3 separate regions of the Mus musculus genome follow, and all the other regions are linked to region 2. A link is a contact called in public Hi-C data. All regions are on one chromosome and are shown on one strand. Each heading gives the region's core, a stretch centred on a gene start, on an enhancer-like site or on the middle of the called end of the contact. The rest is flanking DNA. Distances are from core to core; before and after follow the strand shown. Region 1 overlaps Slit2 (slit guidance ligand 2). Region 2 holds the start of Slit2 (slit guidance ligand 2). Region 3 overlaps Slit2 (slit guidance ligand 2).

Region 1 (3,611 bases), core at 209-2,708, 250 kb after region 2:
AAGTTTTTTTTCAGTCCATCTTCTAAGCTACAGGCTTTGTTCTTGCCTAGTTTACTGCTGTAGATGCACATGGCCTTCAGTCTGCATTCTTATGTAGAGATAAGCAGAGAAAGTGAGATGTATGCGGTCTTCAGGGTGTCTTTCTCTTTATATAAAAGTTTAGAAAATGATATAGGCTCTCTCCAAAGGCAGTCAAATTAGGTGATAAGAGCTTCAATGTGTGAATTAGGGGAGTCATAATTCAGTCTGTAGTATCACCCTGGACAGCATATCAAAGTATTTATTTTGAGTAGATACAAAAACAGAATACTGCCTAAAAGTTCTCTGAAATCAGCTTTCTCCATTTTCTCTCTACGGATGCATTTCTCCTGTTTATGTTGTACCCGCACTCTTTCTCCTCAGTTCAGTTGTTCCAAGAAATATAGAGCAATTGAGAGTCAAACTTGTGGTTTCCATCTACGAGAGTAGAAGTGTCTAGATCTATCCTTCTACACAGTCTCTGAGGTTTGGTATTCTGAACATTTGAATTCCTCAGCAATAATAGGATAGTTAGCAATACATGTGCATAGTTCAACAAGTTATGAAATGTCCTGAGACATCAGACATCAGGCAAAGCTGGCTCTATTCATGTGCTGGAATTTTTTTCAAAAGAGAAGTTTTTTTCAATTCCCTCAAGGGTCTCAGAACTCCAGTAAGATAAAGCCCACTTATCTCCGTTATTCGTGACAAAGGAAATTGCTGATAAGGACATGTGCATTTGTTTCTGACTATCCAGTGATGCCTGGATAGGAGGGCACCATCTTTCTTCTTATCTATGGCTAAGAAGAAATAGAATATTTTTATTTTTTGTTTATTACTGAACATATTGTTTTAAAGCAACAACATTTTCATCATCTGTCTTAGAGTTTGTTTGCTGTGATATCATTCCATGACCAAGAAAAAAAATGGAAGGGAAAGGATTTACTTACTCATATACTTTGAGGTCATGGTTCCTTATCGAAGGAACTGTGTATGTGTTTGCATGAACTCAAGGCAGGTGTCTGGAAGCAGGAATGGATGCAGAGGTCCTAAATGAGTGCTGATTGCTTGGCTTGCTTTTCATGAATTGTTCAGTCTACCAATCAAATCCATGGGTGGTACATGCCCACAGATTTCAGCCTTCCCATACCAATGGCCAATCAAAAAGAATGTAAAATAGGATTGTGCACAGACCAATATTCTAGGGTTATATTCTCAACTGAGGTCTTCTTTTTCCTAACGACTATAGCTTGTGTCAAGTTGACATAAAACTAGCCAGCATAATGTTTCTCTTTTTATATTTGCCTCCTTCTTCTGGTGGAGTGATTACCCTGAGTGTGGAAAGATCAATAAATTAATTTTTCATGAGTTCTGAATAATAGGTAATGCAACTACAGATTTGTAAATGAGGGTTTCTTCCTTCTTGAAAACCACCCGATAAACAGCTCAGAGAGGAAGGAACTGGGAACTAAGCCAGTGCTTTAGCAGCAGCAAGGAAATGACAACACTGTTAATCCTGTTAATGACAATGTCAAAAGTAGAGTTTATTCAAGGCCAACCTATTTAACCTTTGTTGTATATTGCATTTATTCCTTTGGGGAGTTCTGAACTTGAAACTATGGACAGATTTTTTCATAAATAAAACAATCGGATGCAGGCTTGGTGGATGCTCAGTCACGCTTGACTCCCTCTGTTCTTGTCAGACAGTGAGTCACTAAGTCCCTGAAATGCCCTCAGTTCTCCGTCTGCATTGCCTATTGATTCTTCCCTCCCTCCTTCTCTTCCATCTCAAATGTCATACTCTTCTGAATACACAAATCGCTGGGCTCCAAGGACTCTGAGTAGGTGACTTAGGACATGATGTGATCAGGCAAACATAATTATATCATCAAAAGAAAACATGTTATCCTCATCATAGGACTGCAAATCCACATGGTGACATGTCTTCTGCGGCTTAATAAAGGCACTGGTGATTCTATGCATTCTATTCAGCCAGGATGGCTTCCAGAATATAGCCACCCCTAGGGGGAAAGACGTTCAAAATAGTAACAAATGCTACATATTTGATAAAGGCATGATTTTTGATTCTCAGAGAGGCAAAATTGAATGTCTGATATTTCATCTCCAAACAATGTCTTTTTCCTTCCCCCAGGATGCTGAGAAGTAATCGAATAAGCTGTGTTGGGAACGACAGTTTCATAGGACTCGGCTCTGTGCGTCTGCTCTCTTTATATGACAATCAAATTACCACAGTGGCACCAGGAGCATTTGATTCTCTCCATTCATTATCCACTCTGTAAGCAGAAAAGCATTGCCTTCATCCAGTGGCTCTCCATCTTCCCAGTGCCATGACATAGTTATACTGCTCTTCACGTTGTAGTGACTCCCAGGCATAAAATTATGTTCGATGCTACTTCACAATGTAATTTCACTACTGAAGTGAATCATAATGTAAATATTTATGTTTATGTAAATATTATGTTAATACCATAAACATTATGGTACTAGGTGACCCCTGTGAAAGGGTCCTTGGACCCCTAAAAGGGGATATGATCCACAGGTTGAAAACTGCTGCTTTTATCTATGGCTTGCAATAGTGTATTATATTTCTTACCCTTAATTTTTAATTAATTGCTAAACATTCTATAACACTTAACCTTGTATTTAGGCATTTGTAAAAGGACAACCTTATCTTAGCCTTGCTTTAATTTTTCTAAAATTACTATGATGTTTATTACATAAAATTTGATATAGTATTTTTCAGCTAGTTGTTTTTATAATAATGGAGTTAATGATGTAGCTTAAATTTAGAATTATAAATTATTCTAACTTGAACAAGCAAATGTCCCAGATGTCCTCTCATATTCTAAACAATAAACATTTTAACATAAGTATTATAAAAACAGAATTGATAGATTTATTACCAACCATCTATACTCTAAAAGAATCATTCTTGGTGACAAGAGAATATAAAGATGAACAGATTGAAAGTAAAAGCTATTTACCAGAGGCCAATTACTATGACTTTGAAAAATTTGGACAGAATGAGTTGAGCCTATTTCAGGAAATATTTTATGTAGACAACTTGAAACTTGAGAATAGTTCTATGTCTACAAACAGAACTCAAAAAAAAAAAACGCTTAAAAATAAACTTTGAACAATGAATTCCAGGCCTTTTTTATGTCTCAACAAGTTGTTTGCTATCACAGCTCTATTAACTGATGGTTTCCCTGTCACAGCAGTTTCTAAGTCCTAACCTAATTCAACAGAATGGGGATAAAGGATAGTTAGGACAGTTCCATAAACATGTCTGAGACTGCTCAAGTCACTGAAACAAAGAAAGAGAATCAAGCATCCATTTATCAGTAGAGTACTTAATCCCTGTCCCACATCAAGTGTGACATTTTACATGGAGAGACTAATTTGTGCATATTAAAGATGGCATGTTTATAAATAATACGACTGTCAATAGGTTTGTGCTTAAGTATGAGATGCCAAAAGTATTGAGATTTGTAGACATAAATTCATTTTTATAACTGGCATTTAATCAACTCAGCTGTCAGTTTGGATAGGAAAGCTATTCTCTGGAGCAA
Region 2 (3,782 bases), core at 170-2,669:
ATCTACTTTATGAGGGGACAGCCTGTCTTTGACAATATCTTCTGAAGGGCTTTTGGATCTCAGTGGCAGGCAAAATGACCTGAGAAAGATATCCTGAAAAAAAATTTTTTAAATAGGCAAAAATAAAGATGTTGGAGGGATTTCACGGTTCATATTTATGAAATAAAACACTGATCAGGAAACCTATTAAGTTACAGGTAGCTTGTTAAATGCCAAAAAATGCTAAAGAGAACTGGGCCGACTTCGCGGTCAAGGTTTGTCAGATATTTTATACGAATGATACTTTACTGTAAAACTGACTTTATGGTAGGGGCTGGCACAAAGTAGAACGTGACTACAGGCAAAGAAGATGAGGAAATTAAAAGCAAGGGAAGAAGCTGACTCATTTAGTTGTTATTTCAAACCTATAGCGGCGTTGGTGTCTGCTGAGAGATGCTGACTACTGCCAGACATCACACTGAAGAGACAAGAAGGAAGGAGGAAATTCATTTTCAAAACAGTGCAGGGGTGGGGATGGGGATGGGGGTAGGGGTGAGGTGGGGATGGGGGTGGGGTGTCCAGTTAGGCACTGAATTAAGGAAAGCCTTCTAGTATAATGGGCATCGCTAGGATTTACTTCCTCTTCCCTTTGCCAGCTAAGAGAGTAAAACCGTAGGGACCTATCCAAACCCTTGGAGTTGTGTGAGTTTGTATAGTGCCCACGCAACCAAATCCCTCACCATGGCGTTTTTTAAGTAAGTGATTATAAAGAAAGGGTTAACCGAAGACGGTGGCTTAGGGATGGGAAGGCCAGAGAGAAGGTTGAAAACACTACTCCCAACTTGCTACAACTCTAAACTTTGAAGCCACCCAAACAAAATGTGTGTGTGTGGGGGGGGGGGGGGGGATAAAATGCGCGCTCACGGAGGCAGATCTATTTCAGTAGAGTTTTCTTGTTTTGTTTTGTTTTTGTTTTAATTTTAAAATCATAATCTCGCTGTCTCTCTCTTTCTCTCTTTCAGTGTTGCAAGCCCAGAGCGGTCCCCTTTAGGATCGCGACTCAAAAAGCTACAACAGAGGCTCTGCCTTCTCCATTTATTTATGAGCTGTCCTCAAAGCTGCCCCTCTCCTCGTTCTCCCGCTGGGAACCTCGGTTTCTGGGCTCTGGTCAGCTCTGAGGCCAAGGAGTTGTGTGGAGGAGACCCGAGCTCTTCTTTCTGGTGGCCAAGTTTGCTGGATCCTAGGAGTCTGGGCGCGAGCAGGGGCGTACGGGAACGCGCGCCGCTGTCTGCAGCCGGAGCTGCCAGCCTGGGCCTCACCTCTCCCGGGCGAGGTGCAGGCTTTCCGCGCGCGGCCAGGGGGCGGGGCGAGGCTTGCGGGGGCGGAGCCAAGGGCGGGGGCTCCGGCTGCTATATAAAGACCGGCGGCCGCTTTAACTTCGGACTTGGGCTTATTTATTTACGGAGCGCCTGGACGGCGGAGGCTGGAGGAGGCGGCGGCTGTGGCTGCCGCAGACGGTGGTTTAAAAAAAGGAGGAGAAGGAGGCGGCGGCGGCGGCGAGGGATGGGAGCGCCCAGGCTTCAGGGCGCAGGCCGGAGCTGCCGAGCTTTCCTGAGGCTGCGGGAGTACTGAGGAGAAAAAGGGGACGTCCCGGGGGCCCACAGGCGACTCCAGAGGCGCGGACTGGGGTCTTTTTGTTTGGCTGCGCTCAGCGCCCAGCAGCCAGAGCGGACAACTCCAGTTACAACAACAACCCACCTTCCAGCAGCCAGGCGAGACTTAGGCTGCGGAGTCCGTCCTATTGTTTAGACACTTGCCTGGGGCTCTGGAGCGCCAGTCCCTGCTCAGTCTCCGCCTTCCCTCTCTCTCCACTTTCCTCCCGGGAACCGCGAGTGCCGAAAGCCTCCCTGAGAGGGGAAGGGGCTGGAAGCCAAGCGCTGCCTAGTCTGTGGTCGCCGAGTCAGGTGCAACGTCCGGGGCTAAGCGGCATCTCAACGTCTGCGGCTGGACTCCTCCCGTGACAGTGGGTGACCGGATCCAACGCCTGGGGAAACTTCCTGCACTTTGAGGCTGAGGACCCACTTGTAGGGGCTGCCCGAGGGGTGGCTGAGAGGCTGCATACAGCAGGACGTCGCTGTTGGCTGTTGTTTCTTCTACCTGTGCCGTCAGGTGTGTGCTGCGGAGCTGCGGCGTATCCCGGAGACCAGAGTGGCTGACAAGAGCGCGCACACTCTACTGCCATTCGGTTGTCGCCTGGGGTCTGCCAGGGTAGCAGATCCCCATCTTTCTGCCTTCTACCTAGTAGTCATCCATCAGGGCACAGTAGCAGCACTGGCATCGCGGACACCTAGTCTTTGCTTTGCTCTTCTGGGCTCGCCTATCTGCAAATCTTGCCCAAGCTAGAGGACCTTTCCTACTCAACTTGGCTTACTGGATTTTTCCCCACTGCAGGAGTGAGGACTAGTGGATATTCCTGCAAGGCTGCAGCAGTCCGACTGCCCTTTTGTCTCTCTGTGTGACCTCAGGGGCAGGCCCTGGTGCAGAGCGTCGCCAAGGACGCCGGGAGGGAGGCGGGATTGCCAAGATATCCTCCAGTGAAGTGCATGTGTGTGTGCAAGCCATCCTTGGCTGTCGGGAAGTGGAGAAGACGGTTGAGGCTGCTGCTGTGCCGCAGGAGTGGAGAGGCCCCGGGAGCTGAGCCCTGAGCCCCGCATCACCGCCCGGCACCCCCAAGGCTGTCTGAATACCCGGTGCGCCCCCACGCGCGCCATGACCAGTCTCTCCGAGGGCTCTGCTTTGGACCTGCCAGGCCCTTGCGCCTTCTAGCTTCGGGGGAATCCACTTTGATCAGGGCCACCATTACTGTTTAAGTTCCCTCCTCAGCCTTGTACTCTTTCCACTGGAATCGGATTTGCTAGAGGGTTCGTGGGATCAGAAGTCCTCCCTTGTCCTCAAGCAACCAGCCTCTGCATCTTCGCGGACACTGCAAGTAGGAGCTCTTTTACCGCCAAGTTGAAGTCGCGCACTGTCCTCACAGCTGCTCCGGGGTCTACTCCCAGCCTGAGTCGGGCCTATTGATATTCAGAACTTGAAGTTGCCCACGGATCTTCTGCTCTGCTAGAAAGGCTTGAAGAGCAGAGGAAAGACCTGTGCTTCTGTCAGCTCTCCTGCCCCATATCACTGTTCCAGATTACTGTGTGAGCATCTCCCCGGGTGCTGTGGGCTGCAAGCCCAGCGCCAGGCACTGGGCCTCGGACACTGCCCGGTTTTTACACAACCGAAAGCTCAAGAGAAGTCCTTCAAAGCAAGGAGTCTATTAGGGAAGATGAGTGGCATTGGCTGGCAGACACTGTCCCTATCGCTGGGGTTAGTGTTGTCGATCTTGAACAAGGTGGCGCCGCAGGCGTGCCCGGCCCAGTGCTCCTGTTCAGGCAGCACGGTGGACTGTCATGGGCTGGCACTGCGCAGTGTGCCCAGGAATATCCCCCGCAACACCGAGAGACTGTGAGTATGGGTACTTTGCCCTCCCTGATTCTCCTCACTCCCTATTGAGGCAGCACCTCCTCAAGCGTCCAGCCTGGAAAGTCCACGTGCGGTAGAAACCTGTTTCTGGTGCAGCCCTCAGAGGCTCTTCAGCACGCGGATCCAGGGGTTGGGCCCTGTGGAAAGGGCACTAAACTGGGAGGAGCCTTTGCCAAGGAGGGGCGGGTCGCTGGCAGCTATGCATGGTCCCCTTTTCCTGTACCCCTCTCGTCCTTTGTAACTGCTTGTGCACTGTGGACCAGTTCTTTCTGGCTGAGGAG
Region 3 (3,299 bases), core at 198-2,697, 150 kb after region 2:
AAATAAGCCGGGCATGGTGGTGCACACATTTAATCCCAGCACTCGGGAGGCAGAGGCAGGTGGATTTCTGAGTTTGAGGCCAGCCTGGTCTACAAAGTGAGTTCCAGGATAGCCAGAGCTATACAGAGAATCCCTGTTTCGAAAAAGAAAAAACAAAAGAAAAAATATTGCTTTGAACACAAATGATACATATTATAAGTAGGTTATAATTTTATTTTTTATTTTACATTTTATTAGTATTACTTCATCACATTTATCATTTCTGTTTATGCATTTTCTGTAATAAACTAAAATTTCTAATTTTTATGTGTAAATCTGTTCAGGGTTTTTATATATTACATCTCATAAATTGTAGCTCTTACAATAATACCATAATAGAAGGCAATAGATGCATTAAATATCTAAGCTTTTTATTTTATTATTAAAAAAAATTGTGTCTCCCAGATGCACATGTTTGTATCTGCACATGAGTGCAGGCGCCTATGGAGGCCAGAAGAGGCTGTCAGGTCCTCTTGGACTTAAAGTTACAGGGGCTTGTGGTCTGTTTTACATGGATGCTGGGCACCCAATTTGCATCCTCTACAAGAGCAGTATGAGCACTTAACCACTGAGCCTTCTCTCCCACACCGCAAACTGAATAGTTAAAAATGTATATATGTGTCTATGAGGTCCAAGGAATCAGCCGCAGCACTGTTTTCTTTCCCTTACTGTAGTGACCATCAAAGAGGAGTACACTGGACAGAGACACATGGAACAGAGAAGCTTCGTTTAAGGTTGAAAATCAAAGTCATTCAAGAGAGCTAAATAGGGAAAAAGAGTAATAACCACCACTTATTTTCACAAGCAATAGTCAGATACCCACACAAGCTGATGGGCTCCGTACTGAGATCTGGAAACTGGAAATCATAAGCACAGACGGCCGAGCGCTTCCTCTTGCCCACTCTCTCTTCACTGCATGTGGACACAGGCACAGGGTAGAGATCACTCACTGTAAATAGACTACAATCTTTCCTCACTGTAGATTCCCAGATTACAAACACTTGGGAGCAGTACACCCTCGGGTTAGCCTCACACTTCCTATTCTTTGGCAGTGGTATCCTCAGCTTTCTTATGACCCGTTCTTGCTTTCCTCTAACTTGCACCTGGAACAAAAGAGTAAAAGGAAAAGCTAATCAAAAATATCACTGAGTCTAAAGAATGACATCACTAGAAAATACTCATCAGGATTTGCCTTTTGAAAGGAGCCAGCTACACTGGCTGATCCAAAGAATATTAAGAAATGACACTAATAGGATCCTTACACAATGCTTAGAATTCCTCCCTTTGCCAACGAAACATTTTGTAGTAACATTTAAAAATATAAACATTTTATTTTCCGCCTACACTGAAGAGAGCTGATTCACGATGCGCTTGCTGCCCCTCCCCACACCATATGTCTCTCCTCTGTTGTTGATTTCCTGTTGGCATTAAAAGGAGCAACACATAAGAAGGAAGGAGTGGTGAAGATGGTTGTAGATTCTGTGCTGAATTTCCTTAAAATCATGTGTCAGACTTTATTATAAAGCCATTTAAAATAAGCTGCAATCATTTCTTACAAAGTATGTACAATCAGTGTTGGGAGTTTCCATATTGCCTTCTCATCTCACCAATAGACCAGAAAAATGTAGATGGATTTGTTTACAACACAAGTAATGGTAATCCTGTGAGCAGTGGTAAGTCTTGTGATTCGATATTGAAGCCTACCATAACCAACTCCAGTGTTTAATACCAAGCATTTTATAATTCCTGAGAAATATTTCCCAAGATTAGTCCTTCCTTTTTTCCCTCTTGACAGTACTTCTTGGAGTTCATACAAGATCATTTAGGCACATCTGTGTTTAGTCTCTTGTTGATGTTTGTCAGGAAACTTTACAGTGTAAAGTCGGTTCACAGTTATGTTCATGGATGTCTGGGATAAGCCCCACCCATCGCACTAGGCTGTTACTTCCCTGGCTCATTTTCACAGGGATTTAGTTACATCTCAGAGGTGTTTCCCACACACTCTTGGTTTTCTTTGGACCTGGATTTCTCTCCATAGTACATTTTGATTTGCCATCTCAATGAGATGGCTGAAATTATATAACTTGGAACTGTTTCTGCATTAGATATAGATGATATACTATTTAAAAAAATCTTCAAAGCATTTCCATTGCTTGCATTTTAGCACAGTGATCAAAATGAGGTCAGGAGTTAAATTTGTGAATTAGGATGTCTTGCATATTTAACAAAGAGTAGAATAAACAATGCATGCTTAATATTGAAGGGAAAAATAATGGGAAGTGCTGGTATTATTAGTATACTTCTGCTTGATTTCAGAAATAAAATATTAGTTTTAGTGATTGTCAATATATGATTATTTCAACAAACCAAACATTATAGCAACTTGCATTATTTTTTCAATTTCATGACACTATTTCAGCTATAACTGTGGTTTATGCTATCGTTGGGGTTACGAAAAGCTTTCCTCGGCTTTGGGTTTCTTATCTTTACAAAGCCCAATTATAGGAGAGTAGATTCAGAGACCATATGGGAAGAATTTGGTAGGGAAGATGGCTGTTTATAGCAAGCAATGAAAGCCGTATGCAGTGAAAAAAAAATGTTGAGCAATGCCAACATTGATGACATTTTTATATCTTGAAGTAGAAATAATGAGTCCTAACCATCCATTCTTGTGTGTGGTCCATGTTCATAAGACAGGCCAAGAATACCTACTATTTATTTTGTCAGATTACAAATAATATGTATAAGGGTTAACATTTGTCCTATGTAGTTCTCTGTTCCCTACCTTCTCTTTGCATACTCAATATTGTTCTACCTCAGTGAGAGGTAGACAGGTCAGGTTTGATTCTTGCCCCACAAGAACCATATCTTCTAATGTAAACATGCCAAAACGTAAATATCGTGTTCTCAGTGTTAAGAAGGTCAAGTGGCAAAGAGGGAGTGTAATAGGCTATCAGTCCAGCAGGTCAGGCTGGACTAATATTAAAATAGCAGAGTGGATAGATATGCAGAATATTAGTGTGTTTATGGATTTCCTTTCCATTTTAGCGCTGTTAATTCTAGTCACTATTTGAATGTATCTGGCTTGGCCAGGCTTTGGCGACCTGAGTTTAACCTGCTCTCCATCCTTTTGAATCCTTTTTGCTAACTTTAAGCTTTCTTACAGATCATTCCTCCATCTGACTTGCGGCATGCTCCTCTTATCTTTCAGTTCATAGACCTGACTGACAACATTCTACACCTAGATTTTAGAGTACACA

The links. A called contact is a pair of places that touch in the nucleus more often than the background predicts.
Region 1: a contact with region 2 is called in a Hi-C map of the N1E-115 cell line, with 6 times the contacts expected there. The contact joins the enhancer-like site here to the promoter of Slit2 in region 2. A contact is called at or near these places in 2 of 39 promoter capture datasets (the 3T3-L1 cell line and cranial neural crest), 14 of 484 Hi-C or Micro-C datasets (the C2C12 cell line, the N1E-115 cell line, adipose-derived mesenchymal stem cells and 9 more), 6 of 115 datasets of contacts at active chromatin or transcription factors (embryonic forebrain, embryonic midbrain, embryonic stem cells and 2 more) and 2 of 9 other capture datasets (adipose tissue and pancreatic islet).
Region 3: a contact with region 2 is called in a Hi-C map of ventral hippocampal neurons, with 2.5 times the contacts expected there. The contact joins the enhancer-like site here to the promoter of Slit2 in region 2. A contact is called at or near these places in 7 of 39 promoter capture datasets (the 3T3-L1 cell line, 3T3-L1-derived adipocytes, cancer-associated fibroblasts and 3 more), 29 of 484 Hi-C or Micro-C datasets (the 3T3-L1 cell line, 3T3-L1-derived adipocytes, the C2C12 cell line and 14 more), 6 of 115 datasets of contacts at active chromatin or transcription factors (the NIH/3T3 cell line, PVALB interneurons, craniofacial prominence and 3 more) and 1 of 9 other capture datasets (liver).

What each region holds. Positions count from the first base shown.
Region 1 is chr5:48,233,168-48,236,778 of GRCm38.p6, forward strand. Slit2 (slit guidance ligand 2) reads left to right here. Exons shown (of 36, transcript NM_178804.5): 18 at 2,171-2,314. Among named protein-coding and RNA genes, the nearest start is that of Mir218-1, 11 kb to the left of the region's middle. Within about 2 kb of position 1,459, at least 4 of the 459 cell types and tissues checked have an H3K27ac peak or open chromatin away from gene starts, as enhancers often do. A contact at or near this core is called in the N1E-115 cell line, where this site is marked.
Region 2 is chr5:47,981,736-47,985,517 of GRCm38.p6, forward strand. It overlaps Slit2 (slit guidance ligand 2), which reads left to right and starts at 1,420. Exons shown (of 36, transcript NM_178804.5): 1 at 1,420-3,483. The coding sequence starts at 3,305.
Region 3 is chr5:48,128,749-48,132,047 of GRCm38.p6, forward strand. The region is part of intron 4 of Slit2 (slit guidance ligand 2); the gene reads left to right. Among named protein-coding and RNA genes, the nearest start is that of Mir218-1, 94 kb to the right of the region's middle. Within about 2 kb of position 1,448, at least 3 of the 459 cell types and tissues checked have an H3K27ac peak or open chromatin away from gene starts, as enhancers often do. A contact at or near this core is called in ventral hippocampal neurons, where this site is marked.